Linked DNA regions of Cricetulus griseus: region 1 is linked to region 2. A link is a contact called in public Hi-C data. All regions are on one chromosome and are shown on one strand. Each heading gives the region's core, a stretch centred on a gene start, on an enhancer-like site or on the middle of the called end of the contact. The rest is flanking DNA. Distances are from core to core; before and after follow the strand shown.

What was found. Hi-C and Micro-C count contacts between places; a contact is called where the count stands out from the background.
Region 1: a Hi-C map of the CHO-K1 cell line shows a contact between it and region 2, with 5 times the contacts expected there. The contact joins the promoter of Ppcdc here to the promoter of CUNH15orf39 in region 2. A contact is called at or near these places in 8 of 8 Hi-C or Micro-C datasets (the CHK-Q cell line, the CHL-YN cell line, the CHO-K1 cell line and 3 more).

What each region holds. Positions count from the first base shown.
Region 1 is chr4:169,064,741-169,069,728 of CriGri-PICRH-1.0, forward strand. It overlaps Ppcdc (phosphopantothenoylcysteine decarboxylase), which reads right to left and starts at 3,073. Exons shown (of 6, transcript XM_035443732.1): 1 at 2,561-3,073; 2 at 1,936-2,079; 3 at 662-724. It overlaps Scamp5 (secretory carrier-associated membrane protein 5), which reads right to left. Exons shown (of 7, transcript XM_027414967.2): 7 at 3,952-4,988.
Region 2 is chr4:168,877,012-168,882,181 of CriGri-PICRH-1.0, forward strand. CUNH15orf39 reads right to left here and starts at 3,680. Exons shown (of 3, transcript XM_027414986.2): 1 at 3,504-3,680; 2 at 1-300. The coding sequence starts at 246.

The DNA of each region.
Region 1 (4,988 bases), core at 1,823-4,322, 190 kb after region 2:
TTTATGCGTATAGGTGTTTTGACTGCTTGTCTATGCATCAGTTGTGTACAGTGCGCACAGAGGCCAGAAAAGGGTGTCAGATCCCCTGGAACTGGAGTTACAGATGGTTATGAGCTGCCATGTGGGTCTAGGGAATGGAACCCAGGTCCTCTGCAAGAGAAGTATGTGCTCTCTTAATCACGGAGACTTTTCTCTACCTCCACCCCCAGCCCCAGCCCCTGCTGCCAACACTTTAAATCTTTTCTGTAATTTGGAGCCTCAACCAGGACCAGGCTTGTCCTTGTTACAGAAATGAGTCCACCAGAAAGTCTGGGGAGCACTGTTGACAACTGACAAAGTCCATGGGACCTACTAGCCACTTTCCCAAATGACATCACTAGTAGGTGAGAGATGCGTTTTGGTTTTTGTTGTTTAATTATTTTATTTTTAATTATGTGCCTGCAGGTGACCATGTGCACTTGAGTGCAGATGCTCTGAGGCCAAAGGCATCCCATCACCTTTGAGTTGGAGCTTGGGGCAGTTGTGAGCTGCCCGGCACGGGTGTGCACAGGTAATAGGAATGGAACTCGGCTCCCCTACAAGAGCAGCACATGCTCTTAACCACTGAACCATCTCTCCAGTTCCCTGAGAAACATATTCTTGATTCTCCAGCAAAACTTACCTGTCAGTCCTCAAACCTTGACCCTGTCCTACTTCAGTCAAATGGTGCAAAACAGGGAGAGTCCTGCAAAACAGAAGCACAGCTTCATCCCTGCAGTCCCTGAACCTCAAGAAGATAAAATTCCCACGGGTCATGTTACAGAAAGCTGTCAATCAAACTGGAGGCAGGACTCTGCGCTGCTTATTCCAACCCAAGATACGATGCTTGATCTGTAACCAAGTTTTGCTCAGGACCAAAGCCATTCTTCTGGGGGGGGGGGAAGGTTGGGGAAAGAGGGAGACTGATTTATAGTTGAAGAATAGAAACTAGATTATTTAACCAATATTTGGAATCGAGGTCAAATATGTTCAACCTGAGAGTCCCAGGGGAAGTGAGAGCTGGTCAGAGTTTGCTCTCCAAGATCAAATTCCAAGCCAATTCAGTCTCTTCCTCCACCCAGATCCTATTAAAGATTTTTGGAATTTTCATTTATTGACAGTCAGGGTGACTATAGGCAGCACCTCGATTCCCTACCCCTGCCACTAACAGGAACTGTGAGCAGTCCAGGAGAGTGGACAAGCAGGCAGCAGGCCGTGACTGAAAAGTCATGATTCCTCCTGAGCTCGGGGGACAGGGGCACCGAGCCATGTAGGAGAACCACAGCCAGGACACTGCACTTTCTCCATCCTTCAGAAAGATGGGAGGACCCTTTGCTTTCATAATAAACCTAACCTCCAAACCACAGCAATAAGAGAGAAGCTGTTTTCTACACTTTAAAATGGCTCACAATTGTGTTTCTTCCTAGCTGGTGGATGCTGCACCTCCTGATGCTCTGCAGCACAGGTTCTCCAGCAGTCAGGACAGCTAGCTCTCCTCCCTATACATGGAGCTCACTGGTTTGAACAGACAAGTCAGTACATGTCTGTGTTCCCTGACCTCTACATCATGCTTGTCCAGGCATGTCCAGGAGCTGAACATTGTAATATCTAATTCTCTCCCACCACTACTGACCTCCCGGGAAAAAGACTCAAAAGACAAGCTTGTTTTATCATATGATTCAGTGTTCCCTTTAAACCTCCGGAGTCAAACTTGAGTTTCTCGTGGCTATCCTTGAACTCAGGGTTAATTTTTCTTTCCACTCCTCACAGACTGAAGTGCAGGTACAGGAAGACGCCTATATTCCCAATGTGAGGTCTACAGCTTATTGCTAGACCAGTCTTAAAGCAGCATGTGCAGAAAACGCGTTTTTCCTATTCTTATTTGACTTGTATTATAACCACAGAACTTAAACTTACTCTTATGTGTAAGAAAAAGTGGGGTGTGATGGCACATGCCTTTAATCCCAGCACAGGTGAACAAGTAGGCAGTTTTCCATGAATTCAAGATTAGTGTGGTCTACACAGTGAGTTCTGGGCTAGCCGGGGATACACTGAGAGACCCTGTCATGAAGGGAAAGGGAAAAAAAAGTAAAAGAGAAAGAGAATTTAAGACAGTGAGAACACACACACACACACACACACACACACCGAGAAAAGGGCCTCAGCGTGTGCCTTATCAATCTTCTGTTTAATCAAGGTCAAACTGAAGTTTCAGTTTCATGGATATCTGCCAGTAACAAAATGGGCAAGGATGTAGCCAGAAAAATGTAACCACCCTACACCAAAACCCATACCGCCCGGCACCTAAACCCCTTTTAAGGTGTTAGGAAAAGCAAGGAACGCTCGTTCTCATTCAAAACGCTGGGCACAAAGCTCCTACAGTTCATTTGGGTACCTCCTGAGGACACATCTCGGAGCAAAACCCCCAGTTCCCAAGCACCCACCACTTCCCGAGGCTCTCTCCTGCCCATTAGCTAGTTCTGGCTTCCAATATTTGATCAGGAAATTTTTTCAGACAAAAAAAAAAAAAAAAAAAACTGACCTCACTCTACTTTTTAAATGCCGCTCCGCACGTTTAGGGATTAAGCAACTAAACACTCCCAGGGTTTTTCTTTCTCTAGTTTATTCATTTAAAATAGCTTGAGGCAAGTTGGCTCAGTAAGGTGGCTTGCAGCCTCACACGGTGGAACTGAATCTCACAAGTTGTATGATCTCCACACGCATGCCGTGACAGCACCCCATCCAAAATAAATGTAACTTTAAGACCGTTTTCACATCGGGACGCTCCTGGATCTCTTAGGACGCAGCCTACGCTGCAGTTTTCAAAGGTAAGCGTCGAGTGTGGGTGTCCTGGCTGCGCCTCTTTCAAGGATAGCGCAGGTCAGCGGGCGCAGGTGCGGCTGCTGTCCCCCAACCCTGAGCGCGAGAGCACGCCGGTGGCCCCACATCACACACATAATCGCACATCCACCCTCGCTCGGACCCACAGCCTGAGGAGCTTCTCCCACCGCCACACCACGCCGATCCCCGGGACAACACTTCCCAGCCCCTTCCACCGCTCACCCGCGCCAGCCGCCCCAAGTATCGCGGTATCTAGGCGCCCTTACCCTCCGAGTCTAAAGGGCACGCGAGAGAGCTACGTGAACGCATGGCCTTCTGGGAGCCGTAGTCTACTCTGCCTTCTGGGAGTTGTAGTCACCGGAGCTCGCTCCAGGACCTACATAGTTGTGTGATTTGCCAATTACCCCGCGCACCTGTTCAGAACTCTGGCACTTAATTCTATTTACTGCGCCTGTTCTAAAAGGCAGTTCGGCTCTTGAGACAAACAGGAGTACAGAAAATTAGAGGCTAAGAATGAGGAAGCTGCAGGACCTAAGCCACAATCCTAAGCAGGAAAGCCTTGTCATTGAAGGGGTCACTTGGAAAAAAAATTTTTTTCTTTTTAACCCTGGCTGGTCTGGAACTCAGACATCTACCTGCCTCTGCCATAATGGGATTAAAGGAGCGCGCTACGGCACCCACGGTTACTTGAAAGGTATCTTGAGGAGTGACCAGCACAGAGGATCTAGACAGCATTCCTAGTGAGTACACTTGGCAAAGACTCGGCATATTGGAATAGTTTTCATCACGCTGGAGCAACCACAGGTCTCAAGAACTTGTGTGCATGGAGGCTGCTGAATTAGCTTCAGGTGATCCCCCAGGGGAGCTGAGGAAGGGCCTGTGTTCCAGTCCTACCATTGCCAGCAGAGCACTTTATTTCTTCTTCTTAACTGGTAGTTGTGGCATGTACTTCATGGCCTACTCAAGGCTGCTTTAGGGAAATGATCACAGAATTCCAGGCCACAGATCCACTCAACCCAGCCCTACACCCCTGCCTCACATCCCATATCAAGACTTCATTAAGACCCACATGAAGACAAGCAACACAGAATAGACAGGGTCAAATGATCCCTTTTATTATGGTTCATCCAGTTACCACAGATAGACACATTGGCTCAGGCAGGTCAACTGCCAGCTAGGGAATAATGTGTGTCTCTCAGAAACAAGGGGCAGTGGGCACCAGGAGAATGCAAAAGCAGGTCACTGGCTGGCAACAGACAGGAGGATCCCCAGAACCAACTGGGCCCTCCTCCCACCCCCAAATTAAACCATCTGTGCCCAGCCCCCTTTCTCATCCTGGTTCCCTCCTCATGAAAGTGCATAGTTGCCTGGAGATGCAGCATTCCAGGGCCTGAGCAGCTGGGCCAGACACTGGTAACAGGCTTTCCCAAGGGCAGCGCCAGGCATGGCCAATAGGTCTGAGCCAGGAAAGAGGAAAGGGCAGTAGGACAGGAAATTGGAGGTAACATCCAACAGATCGTGGATGCTAGGCTGGCAGCTGGATCACAGCCCTCGCGGAACTTCCAGAGGACCAAGAGAAGGGAAAAAGAAGTCTGGGGTCAGGAGAAGGGAAGAAGAGGGAGGGCGTAGCCCTGGGTCTCTGTAGGGTACCAGGGCATGTGACAACTGCTCTCCAGAGGGAAAACAGTAGGGGAGAGAATCAACTAAGCCTAAGGGGTCATTAGGAAGGGAACTTTTCAGAGACTCTTGGCTTCTCTTACAAGGAAGAAGCTGAAAATCAAAGCTCAAGGAGACCTGAAACCAGGTCTTAGGTCCCAAGATAAAGCAGCCTGGAATGGCTAAGTGGGGTCTGGCTCTCCAGTCTACCTAGTCCAGGTGAGTTTCTGTTGGAAGGAGGTGAGAAACAGGCAGCTGCTCCTTGGCATGGCCTACCTACCTCAGGCCTCACACAACCAGATCCTCAACCAGGCAATGTCCACCCACTGCTTGGAAGAGACAGTCCTGGGGACTGAGATCAGTCGTGAAGGGGAGAGGGTTCCAACAGAACTAAGAAAAGGCCAGGAACCAAGTCCTGTAGTTAGTTCTCAAGAGAATGGAAGAAGAGGGAGGGGCCACACTCACTAATCAAA
Region 2 (5,170 bases), core at 2,430-4,929:
GATTGGGGATCCTGCCACACCAGTGGGGTACAAGGGTGGGTATGGGGTCCAGGATGCCAACCGCTCAGATCCTGCCTTGGAAGTACCCCCTATGGGGCAGGAGAAGTATGCACCCTTGTAATTGCAGGAGTCCTGGTTGCCAGCAGAAAGGGGCAGGCCATGTCCAGGCCCTGGGTCTGGTTCCAAACGGGGCAGTTTGCCATACATCACAGGCCCCAGAGGCCCCAGGGGCCGCTTCTCTGCCATTACTGTGAAAGTAGTATCAAGCCCTCCTGCACCCCTGCCACTTGACTTGATGACCTGGGAGAGAGGAAAAGACAAAGGTGGTTAGGGCACAGGCTACAAGTAAACAAGTAGAGGCCCCTCTCAGACTTGTTGCCACCCAAGACTTTGGCCCTTAGCAACACTCAGCTCAGACGGAATGGAGAAGCCACAATGCAGGTTTCGGACTCTACTTTTTGTTTCTGGTTATAGTTTTTAGAGCACAGAACTCTGCTGAACAAGTATGTGTACTGTGGCCTTATTCCATTGTAGGGGTCACTTTCTGCTTACATGACTGGGGTTCTGAGCTGTACTGAAAGGTCAGTTGCCTTGGCTCCCTTCTCTGCCTCCCAGGTAAGACCTAGCTATCACAAAGTCACTGATGAAAGGGGTGGCACAAGAAGCGGGCTGCCCTTCTCTACTGGCTCCTATTCCAAGATGTTCCCACAGCAGTCTCTTAATGCTCCTACAGTCAAGAGGTGGAATCCCTGAAAGGCCTGCACATTCTAGTTTCTTCTAACACTTTATTAACCTGCTTGTCTTACCAAAATCCAAATCCTCACAACCAGGTCCCCAGAACCAGAACCAATGCTTGACAACTAGTCCCTTCCGAGAGGTGTCTGGGTAACAATCCAGTCGTACCCAAGCAGGGTCAGCTCAGCAGGAGGATCAAAGCTGACCAGTAGATGGTGCTGTGGTGCCAACAGGATGGTCCTTGGCTCAGGGGAGGAGTGTCAGTGTTAATCTCCAGGCCTTGTGCACATGACACATGGGAGTGGGGGTGCATGCTTGGGGAGATAGGAGGCCCCAAGGGCCCAGAGTCCTAGCTGGCAACTATTTCCTCTGCCCTTTACTGATGGACAAACTAAGGGCTGGAAAATGAATGCCAGGGTACTCTTCCCTTGGAGCCTTTCCCACTCTTCTTTGCCTCGATTCTCCCTAATAAACCTCGGTTCTATTTGAAAGCAAAGAACATAGCACAAAGCCAAGTCCAAAGAAGGCTGAGGATCAATGTCCACAGTGATCACAGGCACCCTCTTAATACAACGGGCATCTATGACTTATGGGCGGCTTGTCTGTTAGGGTTATCACTGACCCTCCTCTCCTTTCTCCAGTGATCACTCCCCACCTCCTAAAACTCCCAGTGGCTTAGAAAAGGGTCAATGGAATCAATATTCCTATGAGTGGGTCACAGGTCAAGTATCACAAACTTCTGTCACCAGCAAGCAGGGACTATTCTTTCTCCTTTCTGGAGAACAGCCAATGACTATTAGGGCTCAGAGTTAGACCACACAGGGGATAAAAAGAAGTAAAGGGTAGTATGGCCTAGACCCATTCCCATCCCAGCAGATGGCAACACAGAGGCCCTTAGACAACAAGGGCCTGTGTCCTAGGTTTCCCATCCTATATTGGTTTCCCATCCTATATTGCTGTATTTTTTTTTTTTTATGGTTGGTCTTGCTTTGTCTTGTTGGGTTTTTTGTTTTGTTTTGTTTTTCTTTTCTGACTAGGTCTCTGTTTATCTCTAGCTGGCCTGGAACTCACTATGCAGACCAAACTGGCCTTCAACAGAGATCCACCCACTTCTGCTTCCCTGGTGCTGAGATTAAAGATGTGCACTACCACAAATGGTTCAGAGGGTACCAAGCACACTCTATCCTTGGGGAACTCTGGGTTAATTAAGGGCTGACTCTGGTCTCACCTCCACCAATGTTCCTTGGGACCCGCTCTAACCACCACTCTCAAGAGCCCTTCTCTCCCGGGCTCAGCCCAACCTGTGCCCTTTGCCCTGGAGACTTCCTGAGAACCAGCCACCTGGGACCCTCAGGAGTCTTTGTAGCAGTGAGGGCTCCAAAGAGCCAGCCCAAGGCCCTGAAAGATGTGGAGGTAACATTATGTCCTGCCAGTAGGGTGGAAAGCTCCCCCAGAGGAGGCCCCACCCCACTCACACAGCAAAAATGAAGGTGCCTTGGTTTCCGTACACTGAGATGGCCTCGGGCACTTGGAGAAGGTAGGGCCACAGGTGATCCTTCTGTGGAGATGTCAAGTTCTACTAGTTTTGAACATTAGTTCTAACCGCAGCCAGAAACCAGGGCAGGGTCAAGCGCCTACCACACTCCCACGCTTTCCCTCGGGGGAAAACAAACAACTCCGTGGGTCCATTCCCATTTCCACGTCACATCCTCGGGGCCTCAGGAAGAACGCGATCCCAGCCGAGTTGAGGCGGGCATCAGTATTCTCTGAGCTCTAAGAGACGCAGGCCTTCTAAAACTCTTCGCCAGCTGAGGCTCTGAGCTTTCCTGACACCCAAACACGGGGCAGCCTACGCTTCCCAGTTAAGAGAAAGGGTCTCTGGATCCGCCACCACTAACTTTCCCTCTACCGGCCCCGCCCATGACCATCGTGCCTGCGGCCCACAAGCGCACTTCGCTATGGAACTGGTGCCCCACCGACACGCCAGGCTTCCGGGTATCCCCAGACCTCTCTCTCCGCGGCTCTGCGACGCACGTGCACCCCGGCAGGCTGACACACAGTCTGCCACCACGCACGCAAAGCCGGTCCTGCACGTACGTGCATGGCCCGAATCAGCACACATGCCCCCCCCCACCCCCGACTGCCCAACCGTGCTCTTCCCTGCTCAGGCACACGTGTGCAAGCCAGGAGGTTCGCGCTCGGATCCCCCACGGAACGACGCCCGAAGGGAGGTCCAGAAGGGGGGGGGGCGTCCAGCCGCAGAGTCCGGGCAGCCACCTCCTTCGGGGCGATCCCGCCAGCCTGGGCTGCAGCCAGAGACTGAGTCAAGCGGTGGCGAGGAAACCGCAGGCAGTCCTGTTCCAACAGGGCTCGTCCACGGCCCCGCGGCACCTCAGCGCCCGCCGCCACCAACCCCGAGCCCCACCCCCACCCCGAATCGGCGCCCGGCAATCCGCGTGAGCCCGGCCCCGCCAGAGGCCCGAGGGATCCGCCTGACTCCTCGCCAGCCCTACGCCCGGGCACTGCCGGAGCTCCGGGTCTCTAGCAGGCCCAGGGAGCCTCCGAGTCCTGGCAAAGTCTGAGCAGCAGCACGACCGGGCCCCGCAGCCTGATCGCCCAAAGCCTCAGCACCTGGGCCCCGGCCCCTGCGCTCCGTCCCGGGGCCAGCCGGTAGGGGCGCCCTGGGGCAGGGCCACCCGCCCCTTGCCCACGCGCTGCCCGCAAACTCGGCCCAAGTTTCCGCGCCCGCCGGGCAGGCGAGCTCCTACCTTCAGAGCACCAAGCTTTTGGCGGCTGCCACCCGGGGCCACGGCCGCATCCTCCAGCGCCGCCCAGGCTGCAGGTCCCTGTCCGGCCGGCCTTGCGCGGGAAGTCGCGGCAGGCACCTAGCCCAGAGCCACGCTCCGCGCTGCCGTTCGCGCCGCCGCCGGGCGCCGTCTGTGGTCCCGGGCGGGGCGGGCCAGGGGCGGAGCGGGGGCGGGGCGGCCCGTTGGGTGGGGGCAGAACCCGGCTGTGCCTCTGGGAGCCTGCGCTCCCTTGGGCCCTCCCGTGCCGAAGGCCTGAGTGGAACCAACTTTCCCGCGACCCGGCCTCTGGCTTTGTGCACCGCCTTCACTCTCCGAGCTCCCTCGAACGTCTGCCCCGAGGGCGGTCATAAGCTCTCATTCAGTCATTCCGTTAGATCATTCATTCATTCCTTGCCACTTTCTAGCCATGTGACCGTAGACCTGTCACTTAAGCTCCAAGAGCTTCAGTTTCCTCATTGGTAAAAGTATCAAGCCGGGCGTTGGTGGCGAGCGCCTTTAATCCCAGCACTCGGGAGGCAGAGGCAGGCGGATCTCTGTGAGTTCGAGACCAGCCTGGTCTACAAGAGCTTGTTCCAGGACAGTCTCCAAAGCCACAGAGAAACCCTGTCTCGAAAAACCAAAATAAAAAAAAAGTATCGATGTTGCTCATAGAAATGGTAGGGCTGGGAGACTTCGAAAAGACACATGGCACACAAATTGAGGTATGGTGATAATACAACTAAATCCTAGCATTGGGAGGCTGAGGCAGGGGAATTGTCGCGAGTTGGAGCTGAGCCTGGCATACCTAGCAATACTCCTTGTTTTGCTTTGCTTAGCTTTGCTTTATTTGAGACAGGGTTTCACTATATACTGTGGCTGTCTGGGACCTGTACTTTAGACCAGGCTGGCCTCGAACTCACAGAGCTATACCTACCTCTGCCTCCCCCAAGTGCTGAGATTAAATGCATGGGCCACCACACCAAGCTCCTAACAAAACTCTTTAACAATAAAAATATAAAAAATACTGACATCCTTGACCAGTACTAGTTGCATTAGGAAGATAGAAGAAGGCAAAGTACAGATAAATGTATCTCAGCTCCCGTTAGGGCTCCATGGCTAAGGGAATGGCCCAGGAATGAGGCTCTGGAGGTTTTTCCAAATGGCCTTGGTGGGTATCTGAACCATTTTGCAAATCTCCCTCACCAGAACTGGCTAGAGCATGAACAGCCTGGAAGGCAGATAGGGTAAAGCACCCCTGGCCAGAAATGATGTGTTGCAGAAAAGGGCTGGGAGACCAGCTGTCTGTTCCCCCAGACTCTAGCTTTGCCGCCCCCCCCCCCCCAGCACTACTCCTTTCTTGGAAGGAATCTGATGCCTGTAGTTCTAAGACTGCCCAAAGGCCAAGGCAGAGTCAGGCAGTAAGGGAGGAGAATGGGTACAGACCGCACAGATCAAAACCACTCAGGATGCCACCTTGAACCACACAGGTCAGGACTGCCTGAGTCAGAGCAGGGCTGAGAGCACCGGTGTGGAGCTAAGGAGGAGGGGCTCAGTCCCAGGTAGGACTAGGAAGAGGAAGTGAGGTCACCCAAGGAGAGGGGGAGGGTGTCTCTTGGATTAGAGTTGGAAGATTTTTCACAAATACAGGC